Regions from separate parts of the Mus musculus genome. Here region 1 is linked to region 2. Evidence: chromatin contacts called from public Hi-C data. All regions are on one chromosome and are shown on one strand. Each heading gives the region's core, a stretch centred on a gene start, on an enhancer-like site or on the middle of the called end of the contact. The rest is flanking DNA. Distances are from core to core; before and after follow the strand shown.

The links. A called contact is a pair of places that touch in the nucleus more often than the background predicts.
Region 1: a Hi-C map of liver shows a contact between it and region 2, with 2.0 times the contacts expected there. The contact joins two enhancer-like sites. A contact is called at or near these places in 1 of 484 Hi-C or Micro-C datasets (liver) and 1 of 115 datasets of contacts at active chromatin or transcription factors (large pre-B cells).

The regions. Positions count from the first base shown.
Region 1 is chr2:65,545,573-65,550,634 of GRCm38.p6, forward strand. The region is part of intron 1 of Scn3a (sodium channel, voltage-gated, type III, alpha); the gene reads right to left. Among named protein-coding and RNA genes, the nearest start is that of Gm34833, 5.7 kb to the right of the region's middle. Within about 2 kb of position 1,924, at least 33 of the 459 cell types and tissues checked have an H3K27ac peak or open chromatin away from gene starts, as enhancers often do. A contact at or near this core is called in liver, where this site is marked.
Region 2 is chr2:65,004,281-65,009,859 of GRCm38.p6, forward strand. The region is part of intron 2 of Grb14 (growth factor receptor bound protein 14); the gene reads right to left. Among named protein-coding and RNA genes, the nearest start is that of Grb14, 16 kb to the right of the region's middle. Within about 2 kb of position 3,226, at least 30 of the 459 cell types and tissues checked have an H3K27ac peak or open chromatin away from gene starts, as enhancers often do. A contact at or near this core is called in liver, where this site is marked.

The DNA.
Region 1 (5,062 bases), core at 674-3,173, 540 kb after region 2:
GTAGAATCTGTACTGGCATACAGCACAGTGGTCTCACATAGAAAATATTGAAAACAGAAAGCACTGATAATAAACATTAGACACATTTGTAAATGGATACATGATAAAAATGAGACACGCATGTAACTAAGACAAGTTCCCGTATATGCAGGGAACTTCTGAGTTGTATAAAATCAAGTGAAAGCCCTAGGCTTGCTCTTCCACATCATGTGCCTTTCAGTGTCTCATCAAGGACTTTGGTACCTCTATTAGAATGACTAAACAAACCCATTAGGAAAGTAAGCCTGTGGCCAGGGTACCATGCCATTGCCAAAGCCAAGTGCAGTTCTTTCTTTTGCTCATGCCCCCTCGCTATCAATGATGAGTGATTGTCAGCACGTGAGCACTGTTTACTAATTTCCTGTTGAACAAGTGGATTTGTTCTTGTCTTTTGCTTCCCGTTGACTCGTATCATGGTGAGGAGGGCATTTTCCAGAGAAAGAAAGCCCAAGTTCAACTTGCCTTTGGAACAATCATCTAGGAACTAATAATTAGCTTACCGAGGCTGATGTTCTCTGTGACTTTGTCCTTATCAGATCACTTATAAGCTGAGGAGACAAGAGCCAACTAATGACAATTAAGCCAACCTTGTTATACAGGAATCAGCCTTACTGGCTTTAATAGCCCTTGACATGTCTTGCTGAATGTTTACAAACTGAAGTAGGTTTTGTGTGAGCCCCAGTGTGCTCTCCACTCTGGGTGCATCCTCCAAGCTCTCCTGCAATCAGTGCTTAAGGAAAAGGATATGAGACCCCATTCTGGCCAATGAACTTCGAGGACGGTTTGTCAGGGGGCAGGCTGTAAGTGCTGTTTACAGTGGCTGGAAAGGAACTGACTGGGGAAGGCATCCTGTCTGTCCTGCACCTTTCTGCATCCCAGTCGCATCCGCATCCGTAGCACTGTCTCAGCCAGCTTCCAAGCAGAGCGGATGCCACTTTGAGGGCAGAGCTGACACAGTGAGTGTGGCCGATCACACAGACATGTTTACCCCTGGGCTCTTGATGGACGGCTCAGCTCTTGGACCCAAACAACCTCTGCACTGCTTGTTATGTCCAATAAACATCCTCCCTGATGACAATCCGTTCAGACAGTTTTCCTAGTTAGTTGCTGCTGATATACCAAATAAAACAAGTACTCACTGGTCAGTTCAAAACTTAGCCAGCGCAGAAGCCAGCTCAAAACAAATACTAACCACCCATGTGGATGTCCTTTATCCGGTAGAGACAGGTGAGCTCTGGCTCCAATTACCAAATAAATATAATAAAATCGAAAGTAAACACAATTTTAGGCAATTTATAAAATGCACAGAACGAATGTTCCTCTTACAGGAAAAAGAAATGTAGCTAGGTGAATTTTTTCTGGCTTTCCGTATCATTCCTCGCCCCAAGGCCATGCCTGCCACACCTTATCCATTTGTTTATTTAGAGAAACACACGGATGGGGGCCGGGGAGGAATGACACTTTCCTGCCTTCTTTTTGTTTGGGTAGAGCTGTCCTTGTTAGCAATAAAAATTTCAGTTTGCCTTCCACAAATACAAATTTTATTCTAAAGTAGTTAGGTACCTTTGGGAGTCACAGCACCTCTGTTTGGAAAAGCTCCAGGCCCCGTCTGGGGAGTATCTCATTTGTTCTTACAATATCCCTTGAAGGGATTCTGTGGTTTTTTTCCCCCCAGCAAGTCATCCTGCCACGAATCCTTGACAGATAGGTCATTGCTGACTAACTCTGGTGTGCTAGACTTCAGCTCTCCGGCTTCATCATCATCTGTGTCAGAAGAGAACACAGTGAAGTTAGCCAAGTACGCTGGCCACAGGCAGTGTGGTGGTGTCTGTCTCTGGATCCTGGGTTGGAGACTTGGTTTACCTGGGGCTTTTGATCAGGAAAGCAGACTTGATGCCAAGCTGGCCGTTTGATCTTTGTAGACAGCATGCCCTGGCATGCTCTAGTAAGCAGGGGCCAGGAACCACTGCCAGCATCCTAGGGTGCGGGTGGGACTCTCTCTTCCAGCTGCTTTGGTTCATTCAGTCTTTCTAGAGACTGGCAGGTGAAGGGCTCTGCCTGCCTACCACAGCTTCCCTGTCTCCTCTCTGCTTGTACTCCCTCCCCCTTTGCTTCTCTTCCTCCAATATCTCAAAGAGCACAGAGGGAGCTAAGACATCCCCATCCCTTCTCTAGCTTCTCTCACATTTTCTCTCCACCTGAAAAGCTGTTTCATTGAACATTAAGATAACACGAAGCATATTTAATGGCTTCTAAAGGTAACTTTTAGACAAGCACTTTAAACCAGAGCACTGTACAAACCTAACATAACCATCTGATCTTGCTCTCCTTCTATTAGTCGTGGCTTATCACAGGCTAACTCAGTGAACATGACTCTACCAAACAAGGTAACTAGCCTTCTCTCAGAAATTGATCATTTAAAATATTACCTGCCTGAGTTCTCTTTCACAACATTCACAGAGCCTACTAAGAAATTCCCATTTTCTACTTTCTGGCAAAAATTTAAATCCTTGTTTTAAAATTTCATAACATCTATTAAAATTTCTGTCTCTAGATGAATGCTCTCCAAAGCTACCAATCTTCTGCTCTATCCTGTCACCAGACACAGAATATTATTAAACCCTCTCAGCGTCTCTCAGTGACTTAGAGTCACTTTAGCCAAGACTGGAAACGCCTCTGTGACCTGACCTGTACTTTCCTCTCCAGCTGCTTACTTTGTGGTACCAACAGAGTTGCTCTACTGTTCTCTGGGTATAGGACAACATTGGTGTCACCTCACCAAGCCAGCTGATAGTTTTATATATGCAAATGAGGACTGTATCTTGAAACTTGGCTTTTTTAGAATGGGGTTAAATGATATGTGTGTGCTCATATACACATATGTGAATTTATGTAAATCGAGTTTTCCATAAAAGCTGGAAGTTTTTAGTAGCATTGGTAATATTAATAGTATCACAAATATTATTTTTCTCAACAATACCCTTGTGATACAGGCTAGATATGGAGTGTCCACCAAAGACCCACTGATGGAAAACTTGGTCCCTAGCCCATGGGGCCATGGAGAGGTCTACCAGGAGGAGCTTTGGTTATTGGAGTCATAGCTTTGAAGGAGATATTGGAAGCCTGCTCTTCCCTCTTCCTGTCCCTATTTCTGACCATTACGAGGTGAACATGCCTTTACGCCAGAATTTGAACATGCTGAACTCTGCCATCACAGGCCCAAGGCCACGGACAGGGTTATACAAACATGGACTCCAGAAATGAGCCCAAGTGAAACATGTGATCTTTTAAATCGATTTTCTCAGGAATCATGTCCAAGTGTCAGAAGCATAATATACACTACCAGACAGCAACGTGCATACCCTGACTTCAGCTTTACACTGAAATTACAGCCATCCAAAAAAATTGCTAATGTTTTCGCCTTCCCAGACACACTGTTTCTGAACATTGCTTTCTTTGACTTCACAACTCACAGGTAATTTGATTTTAAATACTCTGGCCTCTAGCTTGACATATAATAAGAGTGATTTTAAATAACCAAACCATCAACTTAGTCATATTTCTCAAGTCTTTGAAAGGTCTTCACCGGGGGCATAGTGAGGTGGGGTGTGAACAAAGAAGACGTGAATCTCAGTGCACCCCTAAAGCCCAGCCCAGTAGTCTCTGGCTCACTTCTGGTCTCTCTCTTCCCCATTCTTAGGAAGCTGCATTTGCAAACTGGAGGAAATGTATCTGCTGGCTTTGGCTACAAGTGGGAGGACAACCTCATGTACCCACCAAAAAGAGCAGTGATTGTTACATGTGGCCTCCCACTCTGATTTGTATTTTGCATCCTTTTTAAAAAAAATTAGTATTTTAAAGACAGGGTCTCATCTAACCCTGTTTTTAGCTCCTTATGTAGCTAAAGCAGACTCAGCACTCCAGATAGGCTGTCTCCTAGCTCCTGATACTCTGTGATAATACATATGTGGCCATGTCCATCTCTGTTTTCCATCTGGAGACAAAGTGTCACTCAATAGCCAGATCAGACTGTCTTGACATCATCATACAGCTCAGGCTGGCCTTGTACTTGCCATTTGGGTTCTGTCTTCCGAGTGTTTAGATTACAGGTCTGTCACAGCAAGCCTGGCTACATTATATCATAATGTGACTTCTATCTCACTTATTTTCAAAAGGGAGCCTTGGTTTACAGACTGGGATATAAAATTAAACACATGAACTTCAATATAGGAATCAATTAAGTCAATGTTTATTTTTTTAAAAAAATCATTTTAGTTACTTTGTGCACATGTGCACATAAAAAAAGGGTGCTGGCCACAATGGTGTGCATTTGGAATGAGGCCAACACGGCACACTCCTAGCATGTGGATGTTGGCTTGAACTCAGGCAGTCTCTGTGGCTTTTATCTGCTGACCCATATCACCAATTCTATTATTTTTTTAAAAATTGTTTTATTTATTCTTTTGTGTCTTGGGGTGGTTTGCCTGTATGTATGCCTGGATAATTATGTGCATGCTATGCCTCCTGAGGGGAGAAAAAAGTGTCAAGGTCCCCCCCCCCCCCAGGACTAGAGTTACTGCCAGTTGTGAGCCCCTATGTGGGCTCTGAGGATTGAACCTGGGTCCTCTTGAAGAGTGGTCAGTGCTCTTTATCAATGAGTTCCAGCCTCTAGGGTACTTTAAAAATATAATTCCTTTTTTTACTTAGAAGAGAGAGAGAGAGAGAGAGAGAGAGAGAGAGAGAGAGAGATTTCCAGAGGTAGGATGGGGTACAACAGGCTCCAAGTATTTGCAGTTATATACAAATTTCCAAAACTCACGTAAAAGAGACAAACTTGTTCTAAGAACTAAACTGGAAAAGTGAAAGTTTTCTTAGCACATATCCTAAGAGACAATGGGCAATGCCCTCAGTAGGCATCCAAAGTTAATTTAGCAGAGGCTCATCTAAGGCTTAATCAAGTAAGTCTGCTACTGAATAAAATTAGTTCAGAACAGAGAATTTCATTTAGAAAGTGATCCAATGG
Region 2 (5,579 bases), core at 1,976-4,475:
TCATAACTATAGACCTGCACTTATTCTGTCTGTGGCTGGTTAAAGACTACCATAGATTAGCAGGACAGGTCCCTTGCTAGATTATAGCTCTCTCTGAAGGTGCCCTGGCTCTGTCCAGGGGCCTCTGTCCTCTCTACTTTCCTATTTTGTTAGTGGTTCTCTAGGGCACCGAGTAGGATGTTTTCCTGACTTAAATCTCAGACTACTATCTGTCAATGAACCTTAATTTAATAATCCAGAGCACAGCTTCTCATTCAATAACAATACACCCTGACCTGAAAATGGTTCAGTTTCTCTTCTGGTCGTGAAAAAAAAAATCATTCAAAATTCTACACAGTGCAAAAAAGTGTGAAAGGTTTCTAACATTTTTTGTCAGAAACAAAAACAAAATGAATGTTTTTTTTTAATGTTTCTTAAAAGCACTATACATACTTCACAGGAAAAATACCATGGTGAGAAGCGAGGGATTTAACCCAGTCAATAAAATCAATAAAGCCGGCATGCATAAAGACTGGCATTTTGAGTCCCAGAGCCCACATAAACAACAACAACAAACAAAAAGCCCAGTGTGGGGAGATGCTTACTTGTAATCCTAGCAATGGTGTCATGCGGTAATGATAAACAAATCCCCGAGGTTCACAGGCCAGCACGCCGACCTGAATCATAGAGACTCAGATCCCAATGAGAGGCCCTGCCTTAAGAAACAAGGTGGACATCCATGGCTGTTCAGAAGAACAACATCTGAGACTGTCTTCTGGACAGTTCAATATGTGTTCCACATACATGCATACATACACACACATATATACACATACCCTTCTATTAGATGTCTTGGAACAAATCCTACTCACAGTTGAGTTTTATGAACCTCCTGCTTATTCAACAAGTATTTACAGAGGACCTAGACTGTAGTGTCCAGGTACAATGTTAGTGTCCAGAAATGCATTGATGTCAAAGGCAAACATGACTCCTATAACCTGGGAATGCTTCCCAGATCATGGGATAGTGGTAAGTAAATAGAATGATAGTGCTGTGAAATTGACCAGGTAGATTGTCTCCAAACACAGTAGCTCAGAATAGTCTATCAAGGAAAGAGAAAACTCTGAGCTGACACTTCAAAGATATGCACTTCAAAGTAGCTATTTAAAGATTAAGGAGTAGAGGGACACAGGAAGGCAAAGCATCAACTTTATGAGAAGCCTTGACCCTTGTCCGATGTGTCAAGGTGTGGTTGAATTTCTTTATTTTCTTTATTTATCAGAAAAGTTGTGCAGTAGAGAACTAAAGATGTTCAGTGTGGTCAAAGCATGCGATATAAATAAGGGGAAAATGACATGATAGAAAAACATAGATAATTCACAAAGAAGAGAACTAAGTAACAGAATTAGAGAATGGGGCCAACCACCTAGCATCTTAGGGACCTCACTGACACGAGTATGTGGACAGAGATGAAGGATCCATGAAATGGTTCTAAGAAAGAAATGTTATAGCTGGAGTTGCTTTCAAAATTATTATTTCTATAAGGAAACGTGGTGGTGATGAAAGAACGTTTTCAAAGTTCTGGGAAAAGATGAGAGGCAAATTACTTTAATATATGGTATGGTAATGCTAGTATGAGAGGGTACTCTTTTGAAAAATAACAATTGAATAATGATGTGTTAAAGGCCTTTGCATGCTAATTCAAATGTTAGCATGGCTAGATGAAAATACATTTATGATATAGAAATTTAATGTTCTCAGGTAAGACACACAAAAGTACAAAAGTGGACAGCATTCTATATCCTAAGAGACACTGTAATGTAAGCCCACTTCAGCCAAATCACAATTACTGAGAAAAGGCCATCATAATGCTTACACTTGTCAACAGGGTATACCACTAAGGTGCTATGAGTGACTCTCACTTTACTGAGAGCCATTTTACTGTCAATGTAAACATAAGGCAAAAACAATGTTTCTAATGCAACAAAACCCAATAGCCTCAATACTAATGATACAGGTATTGATAAAATTAAAAAACAAAAATCTGGAGGAAGAACTTTGGTCAGAAAAGAAATGGGAAGAAAGAGATGGAGGTTAGGTACGGGCCCTTCATAGAACTGGAAGCAAAGAACTTTGCAAATGTCTCTACCAGAACTCCCCAACGTGAAAGAGAGACTAGTTGTACAGCCCTTAGCATCTCAGAGAAAGTAATATTACTAAGCTACTTAATTTGTGCTTGAAAATCCACGTTAACTGTTGTTTTCTCAAATACATCCCCAAATAAAAAATTTCTTCTTCATATTTTTAATTAAAATGAATTTAATAATCCAGGCCATGTGTAGTAAGTGCATGCCTTTAATTCCAGCATTTGGGAGGAAACAGCAAACAGATCTCTGTGAGTTCAGGCCAGCCAGGGCTATACAGTGATTTCTCATCTTCAAAACTCTGCATCATCACCAAAGACTTCTCCATGGTTACCATGCAGCTTTTTCTCATGTGACAACCCTCCCTCAAGTGTCTCACGTGAGCACACAGGGCCCTTCACAAGTCCTAATGAAGGATGTTCTCTCAAATTTTCTCAGACTGACAGAACATAAAACCCATACCAGTTGCTGGCACCATAAACATTTCTTTCTTTTAGTTTTCTTTAAACCATGCATTTCAGAGCTAAGGAGACAGCTCAGTTAGCTAAGTGCCTGAGCGGAAAGTTTCAGGACCTGAGTTTGACTCCAAGGAACCCACATAAAAAAAGCTGTAGCTAGCAGCAGCACACACCTCAAATCCAAGCATTGGAGACAGGAAGATTCCTGGGGCTCAATGGCCACCTAACCTGGTTTAATCAGAAAGCTCTAGGCTCCATAAGAGATCCTATCTCAAAAGCAGTAAGATAGGAAGGATTGAGGAAAACACCCAGAATCAACATCTGATCTCATATACAAATGCACACGCACTTACAAACCAATCTTCAAATGATCCTCCAAGATCACAGGACTTGGTGGCTAAGGTCATGTTGAAGGGATTTGGTGCCTCCTCTTCATCTTTCTCAATTAAATTGTCAGCACGTATTCTGCACTCCACACTCAATGTTGACCCAAATATCTTCCACTATTAAGTCATTTTTCTCTGAACCTTGCTCGTATCTTTCCCAAGTTGCAGACGTGGTTTTGTAAAAGGAGCCCTTATGCTTTGGGGACAAAGGCAGGTTCAGCCTAAATGAGGTCATCAAGTTCCCAGTGCCCTAAGAGTCCAAGCCAATGACCAACTGAGTGTTCCAGCTGATCTTAATTTCCTTGGCATAGCACAGTCAGAGTACTGTAATATAATGCAAAATGGCTCCAAAGAGAAACCAGACACTGACCAGAGTCTTGCCAAAACACAGTTAAATAATACCAAAGTGGCCCTTTCATCTGAATACTGAGCCTCTCATGCCCGTGTCACCCTCCCCAAGAATGAAAGTAATCTTCCACTGTGAATGTGGGCTGGCTGAAAAACCATACCAGACTCAGCCCCAAAGAGGAGATGAGCTTTTTAATTGGCACATGTGTGCTGGGAAGGATGAAAATGCTGACAAGGAGACCAGGAGACAAAGAACAGGACTCACTGGGAGCAAGGGTGATCCAAATTTAGAATATGCTTATAGTGCTAAAACAATACTCAAATGTTTATCCTGCCCAGGATCTCTTTCAACAACTTTCAATCGCAGAACCTTCCCTGAAAAAGAAGTAGCTTTAATGTTTCTAAGTTTCTTTGTAAATTAAATCGTTTATATTAGATTATCAGTAGGCTCTCAGGTAGACTCTCACTTGCATCAAGAAATCAACAATTCTGTTTCTTCCTCATTGCTTTATTCTTATTTATTATTTATTTATTAAGCCAAAATTTCTTGAGAGCCTGCTACAAACCAGACATATTTTTACCTTCTAGGAACTGAGTAAAGAAAATTTAACACAAGGGGTTAAAACCACACTGACCTTGTAAAATGGCTGACATTTTAGCCCCCACTTAGGGCAGTTCCCTACCACCTGTAATTCGAATTCCAAGGGATCCAATGTTTTCTTTTGTATTCCATGAGTAACCTGCCCTCCATACACACATACACATATAATTACAAATAAAGTAAACTTTAAAATATTACTACAAAAGAATCTCTGCCTTCACTGAGCTTCTGTTCTACTGAGTAAATGCAATGAGCAAACACATGTGAACAAAGAGAACTGGGTGATAATATGTACTAGGGAGAAAGATTAAGCTCAGTAAACACAACAGTTTGGATCTTGAATGTCTCCCAAAGGCTGGTGGATTAAAATCTTGGTCCCCAACACATGACATCATTGAAAAGTGGCAGCAGAAACCTTGAGAGGTGAGAACTGGGAGGAGGGAACGAGCTGAGGACTTTGAAGTGGATACTAGCATAGGAGCCTTTCACCTTTCTGTGCAACTTCATGTCAACCTAGAGGTGGATGGCACGGCTCCATCATGCACTCCCCGCTGTGATGTGCTGACTCCCACAGACACAAGGACATGATGTCAAAAGAAACCTTCCTAACTGTAACCCAAAGCCTTTTTAATTCTTAAGTTAATTATCAGGTGTACTGTTACAGTAATAAGATCTTTGTGATGTAAAGGAGGAAAGAGAATGGTGAAGTCATTAATGACAGTGTTAACCTTTAAGTCTGAGATCAAAATCATTTGCTATCAATCAACTACAAACTAATCAGGGCCTCCTAAATATATACTAACTAGATTGAAACAGATATGTCATCCAATCAGGTTAACTCACTTTCTTATTTTCTAGATATTTCATTAACACAACTTTAATGACTTATAGTCTTTTACATAAATACAGATTTATTCAAACCAATATTCATAAAAAATGTGTGATAATTGTATCACACATTGGCCAAACCAATGCATTCATAAGGCTCTTGCATAAATTTTTTCCAACCTGTTATTTTCATAAAATGCTTTGATTTGTTTTAAATATATTTTCTTCAGAAGCTTAAAACCTCAGATTTAATTTGTTCAATTTGAGGAAAATGGAGACCACAAGAGGTAGTGTATGACTGTAACCATGGCAATAAGGTAAGAGTAGGGTCAGAACTCTGAGGCCAGCCTGGGTGAAAGAGTTCTGGTTTCCCTGTTGAGAAAGACAGAGACAGAGACACAAAGACAGAAAGACAGAGGGACAGAGGGACAGTGGGACACAGAGATTTAGAAGTCAGTCCCCTCTCAGATAAAATTCAATTTTCCTGTTCACTTATACAGTGTTATATCATTCTGAGTCAAAAAAATTTTTTAATTAGACAATAAATTATTGGTTAGGCTGAATAATAGAAATGTCTAAAAAGAGTCAAAATTTAAAATAGCACAAGACCATCAATTATGGTGGTTCCTGCTTGCATTTCCAGCATTTAGAAGATGCAGTAAGGAGTGTCATGAGTTCAAAGTCATGGCTACATATAAGGTCTGAGCACACCCTTTAAAAAACATGAGAATATACTCATCCTTTATTCCAAACTTAAAAATAATCGTGGTAAGGGGGTAAGGTGTCTGCAGGTTATGTTGAACTCCTACAAAGTGCAGAGACCTGCTCTATGAAA